Linked DNA regions of Danio rerio: region 2 is linked to region 1. The links are chromatin contacts, called in public HiCAR-type maps. All regions are on one chromosome and are shown on one strand. Each heading gives the region's core, a stretch centred on a gene start, on an enhancer-like site or on the middle of the called end of the contact. The rest is flanking DNA. Distances are from core to core; before and after follow the strand shown. Region 1 overlaps spsb4a (splA/ryanodine receptor domain and SOCS box containing 4a). Region 2 holds the start of LOC141378646.

What was found. HiCAR-type assays count read pairs that join an accessible place to other places.
Region 2: a contact with region 1 is called in a HiCAR-type map of caudal fin, with 9 times the contacts expected there. The contact joins the promoter of LOC141378646 here to the enhancer-like site in region 1. A contact is called at or near these places in 4 of 18 Hi-C or Micro-C datasets (caudal fin, embryo and skeletal muscle) and 2 of 4 datasets of contacts at active chromatin or transcription factors (caudal fin and gastrula embryo).

The regions. Positions count from the first base shown.
Region 1 is chr2:42,609,773-42,614,534 of GRCz12tu, reverse strand. It overlaps spsb4a (splA/ryanodine receptor domain and SOCS box containing 4a), which reads left to right. Exons shown (of 3, transcript NM_001256642.1): 3 at 1,923-3,005. The coding sequence ends at 2,050. The region is part of intron 1 of LOC141378646; the gene reads left to right. Among named protein-coding and RNA genes, the nearest start is that of cbln7, 26 kb to the right of the region's middle. Within about 2 kb of position 2,109, at least 5 of the 62 cell types and tissues checked have an H3K27ac peak or open chromatin away from gene starts, as enhancers often do. A contact at or near this core is called in caudal fin, where this site is marked.
Region 2 is chr2:42,750,603-42,755,364 of GRCz12tu, reverse strand. It overlaps LOC141378646, which reads left to right and starts at 1,977. Exons shown (of 4, transcript XM_073928690.1): 1 at 1,977-4,762. It also overlaps a transcript of spsb4a not described here.

The sequences.
Region 1 (4,762 bases), core at 860-3,359:
TGGCCAACCAAGGAGATGTGGCATCTTGTCCAGATGGAGCGGTGGCTGTTTTTGTGTTTGTCAGTATGAAGTCTTGGCTGGAGCGGTGTCTGACTCAAGGCAGATGGGAGGCGCAGCGGCTCCGTTGATGGATACTGAGCTCCAGTGGCAAGATCCATCCATTATTGAACTGCTCTGTCAGCTTATGTAGAGAAGCAAGACACACACAAACACTTGATCGTGCACTAGAGTTTTTAAGGGAACCGTTTAGCAACAAATGAAAACCTGGTCTTCTTTTGGTTGCTTTAAAATTGCATGACTGAAATTTTCTATAAAACTTGCACTGATCTCTCTTTTTGTTAACAAAGATTTTCAGGTAGAAGTAGAAAGGTAAAACTCATTTTTAGGTTTTCTTAACCCTTTAACTGCCTCCTCTAACAAATTATGGATCATATTTTGACTGTTTTAATTAATGACTGTTCAAGTCATCTAAAGAATGAATATTACACTACACAGATTTTGGTTATATTATTAAAAAAAAGTCAAGCATGATGAGAATCACAAATATTTTCTGACATCCCAAAAAAAAGGTGATTTGGTATTCAAAATTTTTTTATTTATTTATTTTTTTTTTAATAAATTGGTTTTATCCCTCATATTTTAAGAATTTTCATCGTATATGTATAAATTCCAGTTCTTTTACCACAAACTGACATATCTACCATTTGTTAGAGGTTAATATTTTAGAAATGATGGGATGTGTTGAGAAAAAATGCATTGAGTGTGTTAACTAGTGACATTAGGAGATAAGAAATACAATTTAAAAATAAATCTTGGTGGGGCAGTTAAAGGCTTTCTTTTTTGTGGGACATATTTATGTCTAGAAGTAAAACCACTGATAGTAAAAAGCTAAATCAGCAAAGAATCTGGTTTGGAATAAAATGATGAACCATTTGTTTATGGCTCCTGATCTGTTCAGGAATTGTGGTTGAGTTTCAAGTCAACTTATCTGGTCATAGATTTGATGTAAAGGGACACTTGTGGAAAGTAGAAGTCTGATCAGTTGATCTGTTTTACAAATTCATGTATTGGTATTGGTCCAATGAACCATAGTTTTCACAGTGTCATTTGAGTGAGAATTAGTTTCAATCATGTGTTCATCAATCAGTCCCTCCAAGATTTTGCAGGGACATTCTCTAAATATATCTGTGGCCTAAAGTGACTGATTTTGTGACTGCTTTTCTCAAACCGTATGGTGTTATTTTCTTCATTTTTTGTGTGAATTTTGCTTTAAAAATACGCACAAACCTTTTTTTTTTCCTTTTTTTTGGTCCAATTGACTCTTAAAATTCTGGAGGAACTGATAAATTTGGCGATTAAATATTATATTGAGCTGAATCTTTTCAGTAAACCATCTTATCCGGTTCATTAAATCGCTTGTATCAAGTACAAGTAACCATTAAGAATCAAGTCAAATTTCTGAATGAATTGTTGATTTAATTTGTTGAATTTTTCTAGTGAGTCCACAGATCTGCTTCACAGCATCCATGTGAATCATTTATTCATAAATTGGTCCAGTTTACAAATGAATCACTCTTCTATGTTAAATCTTTTCAATGAAAAAAAAAAACTGGCTCACAAAATCATGGATTGGAATTTGTTCATGAAATTGGGCCATTTCATTAATGAATCGTTCTTTTGAGTCTAAACTGTTATGATACTGTAGATATGATAGATTCTGATCTTTTATGATGCATTTGATTCATTCCTGAAGCTTGGACCAATATGAGAGCAAGTAGATTATTACATAGGCTTTTCATTATTTGGATCTCTTCAAAGTCTTGCACTCAAATAACACTTCATGTGCTCTTCAAGTCTACGTGTATTTAAATCATCCCATGAAAACAATTCTAACATGCACTTCTCTTTGTGTCTATCTTCAGCGGAGCCTCTCCCTCTGATGGACCTGTGTCGACGTGCGGCGCGACTGGCTCTGGGACGAGAGCGTCTACAGGAGATCGAGACATTACCTTTGCCCCAGTCTCTCAAGAATTACCTCCAGTACCAGTGAGAGCGCAGACTCTCATGTAGAGACGCAGAGACAAAGAGAGGAAACCTGAGGTGCTACTATAGCGCCACCGTCAGGCCGCAGAGGGAAAATGTTTACATTGTGGCTCACTGGTGGAATCTTAAGTTCGTTTTTTCCTTAGTTTGTTTTTTGTTTTCCTCTTTATGAGTTGTTTAAATTATTGATGGCTTTGAAAGAAGCTGGAAAGATGCAGAGCAAAAGCGGCGGCTGCTCAGCAGACCTGCAGCGCCTCCCGGTGTATGTCTCGCCCCTGGAGAATACGACAGGATAGTGGCATTTCAGAAAGCACATTAACCTTGGGATGCCTTTGAAAGCCCACAGTAGTAATCTTTTCGAAAGACCGTGGCGGTCTCTAGAGTTAAAAACCATCACATGGGATCCTCAGCGAATGAAACAAAGCCCTTGAGGGTGCTAGGATTTTCACACAGGACCACCTAGAGAAGGTAACATGACTGACAGGAGCCATTTTCCCCTTTTATCTGGGATGGAGTCTATAACCAAGGACACACACATACGCACGCACGCATACGACCAACAATAAATCACCGAATTCACTTCTTTTTTTTTTTCTTTGTGAGCTTGAGTCACTTTTCTATCTGAGTTTATTGTCAGCGTGAGATTGATTGATGATGATGACAATGTTTGGCTATCTTTTTAATTTTATTTATCAGGTTCTAGATCCTTTTTAATGAACTGAGGATGTGCAAACGAGCACATAGATATTGAACACTATCCTACACTCGTCACATATGGCTTTCGATTTTAAACTGGGATGCTGCTTTTATTATTATTATTAATAATATTATTATTATGATTATTATTCTGTCTGAATGCTCAGATGGAAGTCTGGTTTTTCCAAGGCACACAGTGGAATGTAAAGATCTTGCTAGCGTTAGCATATTTGAAATGTGAATAAAAGCCAAGTGAATGAGAAAGCAAGAATGACAGTTTTTTTTTTCCTCTCTCTCTGAGGCAGAATATGTGTGTTTTGACATTGAATGAAAATATGTGCATTCTTAAGCACAGAAGGGTCTATTTACATAACACCGCTGCTTTTTCTCGGCTAACGTTCCACTGAGAGATCCCTCATTTCCCACTTTTCGTTCTCTCTCCTGTCTGACTCCCACTCTAATACAGTCTGAGGCTGAAAAGTATTATCTAACCTAAATCTGCAAAGAATTGGATCACTCTGCTCACGCTTGGGTTCGTGGGTGGTGTTTTAACCACTAACCGCAGGTGCTTTCTTCAGAAATCCAGATCTCTTGTTGTTAATCTCTCGTCACAAGTATTTAATTAAATTGACTGATATGCTGAATTCTTATACAGTACTTTGCATTTAACAGTAATTGGGTTTTTATTATTATTATTTAATTTTTATTATGTAGGACTAGGGTTGGGTATCGTTTAGGGTTTTTTTTTTTTTTTTGGTACCGATGCTAGATCAATACTTTTAAAACGGTGCCAAAATAGTGTCTGAACCAATACTTTTCAGTTCGTCATGGGGCATGAATGAAATGTTCCTGAACGAAAGTGAAACTGCCGAGCTGCAGTTAAAGTTGACAAATTAAAGATGAAACCCCTAAAATTACATGAATCTCCATAGGAAACTTTGTATATCGTGGTGACACAATGACGTTAATCGATCTATGTACTATAACATGCAAAACAATATCATGAAGGGAATATTCAAAAACTCCTTAATCTAAAAACACTTCAATCACATTATTGTCTTATTCAGATTAAGGCAAATAATTTGATTACTCATGTCCATGTAAACATGGTCACTGACAGCGCCAGGTGATGTTGCAGGCTGTCAAAGACAGTGCATTCCTCTGCCTTTAGGTTGATTCCATGTGTCCTCAAATGTTTCTAAAATTTGACCCTTCTCACCGCCTTCCCTTATACACAACTTTTGTAAAAGCATCTGCTGCATATTGCTGTGTCATAATCATTGCTTGTAAAATATTGCCATACTTTAGAACGCTTAGTTTAAGCAAATTTGATAAATGGGTTCATGCATGTTGACGAATCTGTCAATAAGTCGATCACTGGATCATTTACTGCACACGTTGTGTATACATTGCCTTTATGCACGCGTTCTATACATTAAGAAACAAACAAATGCCTAAAGCCTGGTTTATACTCAACGCATTCGCTAGATTTTTTATTTTTTATTTTATTTATTTAAGAACGACACACAAAACAATGCCAGAGGTATGCAAAAAGAATAATAAAATCTTAATAAAATTATATAGAAGTACAAAAACTCAATAAGTAAAAAAAAATAAAATAACAAAGTAAACAAAAAAAATATTACAAAACAAAACTAGGCCTTGCTAACTCTCAATAACTTAAAAGTGTCAAACAAATACACGGTTTTAACAGTTTTTTTGTTTGTACTCTCCTTAATGGTATTTATATAAATATCTAGATCTTTAACTACCACCAAAAACGAATGTGACGTCATCGTGTTGTTTGCGGAGGTTCACTTTGGGTGCGCTCAACATGATTTTGGCTGGCGGAGCGCACAATTGTTTTGAGACTCGAGCGAACAGTTTGCTCGGTGCTACATTTCATTTGAGTTAAATATGAATCACTTTAAAGAGATTTTGTCTGAAATGGGTACGACTGTGCAGACATTTTTATGATCCATTCATGCGTGATCATAGAGACAACCAGTTGGACAACATATAT
Region 2 (4,762 bases), core at 728-3,227, 140 kb before region 1:
CAATTTAGCCTGCATGTTTTTGGATTTATGGGGGAAACCAGAGCACCCAGAGGAAACCCACACCAACATGGGAAGAACATGCAAACTCCACAAAGATATGCTAACTGACCCAGCCGAGGCTCGAACCTCCTGTATTTTTTCCTTTTCTTTTTTTTTATTAATGTCAGGGTAACATGAACAACATCATACAAATCTGTAACAAAGAGTGTACAAACGTTTTACAGAGAAGTAAAACATCAAATAAGCACATACAATACAAAAAACAACAACAAATGATTTAAAAATCGTGTTAAGAGAATTAAAAAAGGAAAATAAGACAGTTCCAATAGCTTAGATTTTTAGAGGAAGCTCTAATGTATAGCTACTGTTGATTTTCCTTTTCAAAAACAATAAAACAAGGTATGCGTTGAGAGAATTTATAGCGGTGTATAAGGAATTTAGCGAGGATTTAAGAACCCCCTGTATTATAGCATACTATATTATTATTCGTCACCTCACGTTCCTGCGTACTCTCTTCGTCACTACTCAGTCCGTGCCAGTGACCCTTTGACGCCGGGTTCACGCGTGCACGTGGTTTGCAGGCAGCCTGCTGTTGTTGCTCGGAATCTTTGAGCGCGTAAAAAGATAGCTTTTTTTCTTACCCAGCCGTTGTTTGCGTCAAATATCGCTTCGCAACGGCTAATCTTATTTGTATTACTAATTTTGACCCACTGTTGTTATTTAACATGAATACTGCGGGGTTTTACTCCAGTTCTCTCACGTCTTCTCTTATCACAGTTTTGCCACCCACACAGTCCCTCGGTGTCAGTTTAAAGAGATCCTTTTCCTCACGTCCCTTTATCGGTTAGTTTTCCCCATTTCCTCTTCACATAGGCCTACAGATAAACGCTTCATCATTGTGTCGTTCGACTGACTGTCGAGTCCTTATGAAAATGCAAATACTTCCCTGAAGGAGAATGGGCCTCTGCTGGGATTTCACTGAGATTGAGGGGATTCCTCGCCTTCATTTTTCACCTTGTTGGAGTCTATTGTCATTGATGTTGGGCGCCCGCTGCTTCAGAGGTAAGATCCATTTACCTTAAATATAGGTGAATGTTAGCTCTTTTTCTTTTTCCTATTCCCCCCACCCCCCCCAAAAAAAGAATTTTTTTTATATGAAATCAAAGGAATGATTCTGTAGGTCTATTTTTATCCATCCATCCATCAATCAATTTTCTTTCTTTCTTTCTTTCTTTCTTTCTTTCTTTCTTTCTTTCTTTCTTTCTTCTTTCTTTCTTTCTTTCTTTCTTTCTTATATACCCATTCATCCATCCATACATTATATACGGAATCTACTAAATAATGCCGCAGCACACACAATTAAGAAGAAATCTGAAACTGAAAAAGTGTGGTAATGTTATGATTTAGAGGTTTTTTTTTGATATTGAGATGAAATATAAAATTTTACATTGTTGATAAAGAAACATTATTAAAAATGTAATGTAGTCAATGTGAAATATATATATATATATATATATATATATATATATATATATATATATTATATATATATATATATATATATATATATATAGTCAGTGAAATACTTTTCAGTGTTTGTCAAAATAAAATTGAATATATTTAAGTTCAATATTAAGCAATGAAGGACAAATTCTCATTCATGGGGCATTTAACTGAATAAATATTATTCAATAATTCATATAAAGATTTTTTAAAATTAAATTATTAAGCAGACTGAATGTATTCAATTAATGATCTGCCAAATTGAACTTTAAAATTCCAAACGAAAAATGACTTTTTAGATTCAGAAGTTTCTATCTGCACTTGCCCTGTTTTTTTTACCCCAATTTGCAAATTTTCTTTCTTTCTTTCTTTCTTTCTTTCTTTCTTTCTTTCTTTCTTTCTTTCTTTCTTTCTTTCTTTCTTTCTTTCTTTCTTTCTTTCTTTCTTTCTTTCTTTCTTTCTATTTTATATATCCATTCATCCAACCTTTATATCTGTCCGTTTCTTTCTGTCTGTCAGCCTGTCTATCTGGTCTGTCTGTCTATAAAAATGTCTATCCATGCAGACTTGTTCCTTTTAAAAAGAAATCCCATCAGCTGATGTTCTGTGAAATGGCTCTCCAAATACAACCCTTTAAAACCATTGTTGCGATAACAGTAACTTTTGCACAAATCCGTGAGCGTTTTTCTGTCCGACTTTCAGGAAATGATAGTGTGCACACAAAAGGCTGTATTTTGCTTTCAGATCTGACTTCCTCCATCTCTCCCATAAGTGTTTCAAAGCTTTGTCAGATAGCTTGTTTGATGTTGAACTATATGTGAAGCCCTGATATGTGAATGTAGAGTAGTCTGTCATGCGATATCGTACAAACTGCTCTGAATGAGCCATATGCACTTACTTGACTTTTGACCTTTAATCCTGATTAATGCTGGCATCGTACCATAGTATAGTGTGATGTGGTTATGGCTTTACGAGGGGGACATGACGTCTTTTTGAAGGTCTGCTTTGAGCTCAGCTGTTCTGGGGTCCTTAGGGATGAGGCCAGATGCCACACTAAGCCCGTTTTAATTTGGATAATTTGATGTCGGCCTCTGTGAGATTGACGAATGTGCTGTCATATGAGGTGGAGAGAAGCTGCACCATTGTGACAATGCCCATTTATCTGTCTGCCAGAACAGACAGGCTGGTCACTAACAGAGTCCGGCTATCTCAGGACAGCTGGTGACACTGTAGTGCATTTTGCTTAAATTCTTATTTTACAGTTTTATTCCTTCAAAAATTAGATGACAGCTGATGTAGCTGATGGATGAAATATTATGAGCTATCATTATGAACTTGCATGACATAACTACATGAGCTCCATCAGGCTGTGACAGAGCATGTGACGGTTATTATAGGTTAGATTTTGATTAATTGATTTAGATAGACTAATTGTATATATATTAACTAATTATACAAACTAATCAAATTAATTTGTTACAACATTGTGTTTGATTGAAGTTATGTCAATGGAGTGTGAATGTTTATTGCTCACACTGTTACGAGTGTGATATTGCGTTTATACAACAGTAATGATGTATATAAAAGAGAAAATCAAAGGTGGAGAGTCTCAAAAATCCTATGATGCGAGGATCCGCCATTCCTTCACATCTGCAGCTGACGTCAGCACAACAGAATCTGTTACTAATTCACCAACGTCACTTTAAAGCTAGTATTTGATTGATTCTCTAGCGTAACATCTAAAGTGATGACAAAGCAGGTGATTTTGCTGACATTTTAAGATTATAAGGCTGAACGGCATGAAATGCCATCAGTCTAGAGACAGTCTAGAGAAGTCTAGAGAAGCACTTTAGCAGCATCTAGAACAGCAGCCTGTAAGTACATTTAAGATTTGTTTCAGTTGTTGTGTATGGTTTGAGGACTTGTTTCCAGCTGTTTGTGTAAAGTTGTAGGACATTTAAACTTGCTTTCAGTTGTGTATAATACTAGAAGTTGTTTAGCCACTGTTTCCTTGGTTACTATAAGAGCTTGTGTAGCGAACGCAGACGCGGTTTCGCGTCGTCCGCCTCAGTTTCGGCCCTTGTTTTGACTCGGGAGGCGTGTCCAAACGCCAGGTAACCACTATATAGTGAGCACGGTAGCATTAGTCGGCAGGAGAAGCACTTTAGCAGCATCTAGAACAGCAGCCTGTAAGTACATTTAAGATTTGTTTCAGTTGTTGTGTATGGTTTGAGGACTTGTTTCCAGCTGTTTGTGTAAAGTTGTAGGACATTTAAACTTGCTTTCAGTTGTGTATACTAGAAGTTGTTTAGCCACTGTTTCCTTGGTTACTATAAGAGCTTGTGTAGCGAACGCAGACGCGGTTTCGCGTCGTCCGCCTCAGTTTCGGCCCTTGTTTTGACTCGGGAGGCGTGTCCAAACGCCAGGTAACCACTATATAGTGAGCACGGTAGCATTAGTCGGCAGGAGAAGCACTTTAGCAGCATCTAGAACAGCAGCCTGTAAGTACATTTAAGATTTGTTTCAGTTGTTGTGTATGGTTTGAGGACTTGTTTCCAGCTGTTTGTGTAAAGTTGTAGGACATTTAAACTTGCTTTCAGTTGTGTATAATACTAGAAGTTGTTTAGCCACTGTTTCCTTGGTTACTATAAGAGCTTGTGTAGCGAACGCAGACGCGGTTTCGCGTCGTCCGCCTCAGTTTCGGCCCTTGTTTTGACTCGGGAGGCGTGTCCAAACGCCAGGTAACCACTATATAGTGAGCACGGTAGCATTAGTCGGCAGGAGAAGCACTTTAGCAGCATCTAGAACAGCAGCCTGTAAGTACATTTAAGATTTGTTTCAGTTGTTGTGTATGGTTTGAGGACTTGTTTCCAGCTGTTTGTGTAAAGTTGTAGGACATTTAAACTTGCTTTCAGTTGTGTATAATACTAGAAGTTGTTTAGCCACTGTTTCCTTGGTTACTATAAGAGCTTGTGTAGCGAACGCAGACGCGGTTTCGCGTCGTCCGCCTCAGTTTCGGCCCTTGTTTTGACTCGGGAGGCGTGTCCAAACGCCAGGTAACCACTATATAGTGAGCACGGTAGCATTAGTCGGCAGGAGAAGCACTTTAGCAGCATCTAGAACAGCAGCCTGTAAGTACATTTAAGATTTGTTTCAGTTGTTGTGTATGGTTTGAGGACTTGTTTCCAGCTGTTTGTGTAAAGTTGTAGGACATTTAAACTTGCTTTCAGTTGTGTATAATACTAGAAGTTGTTTAGCC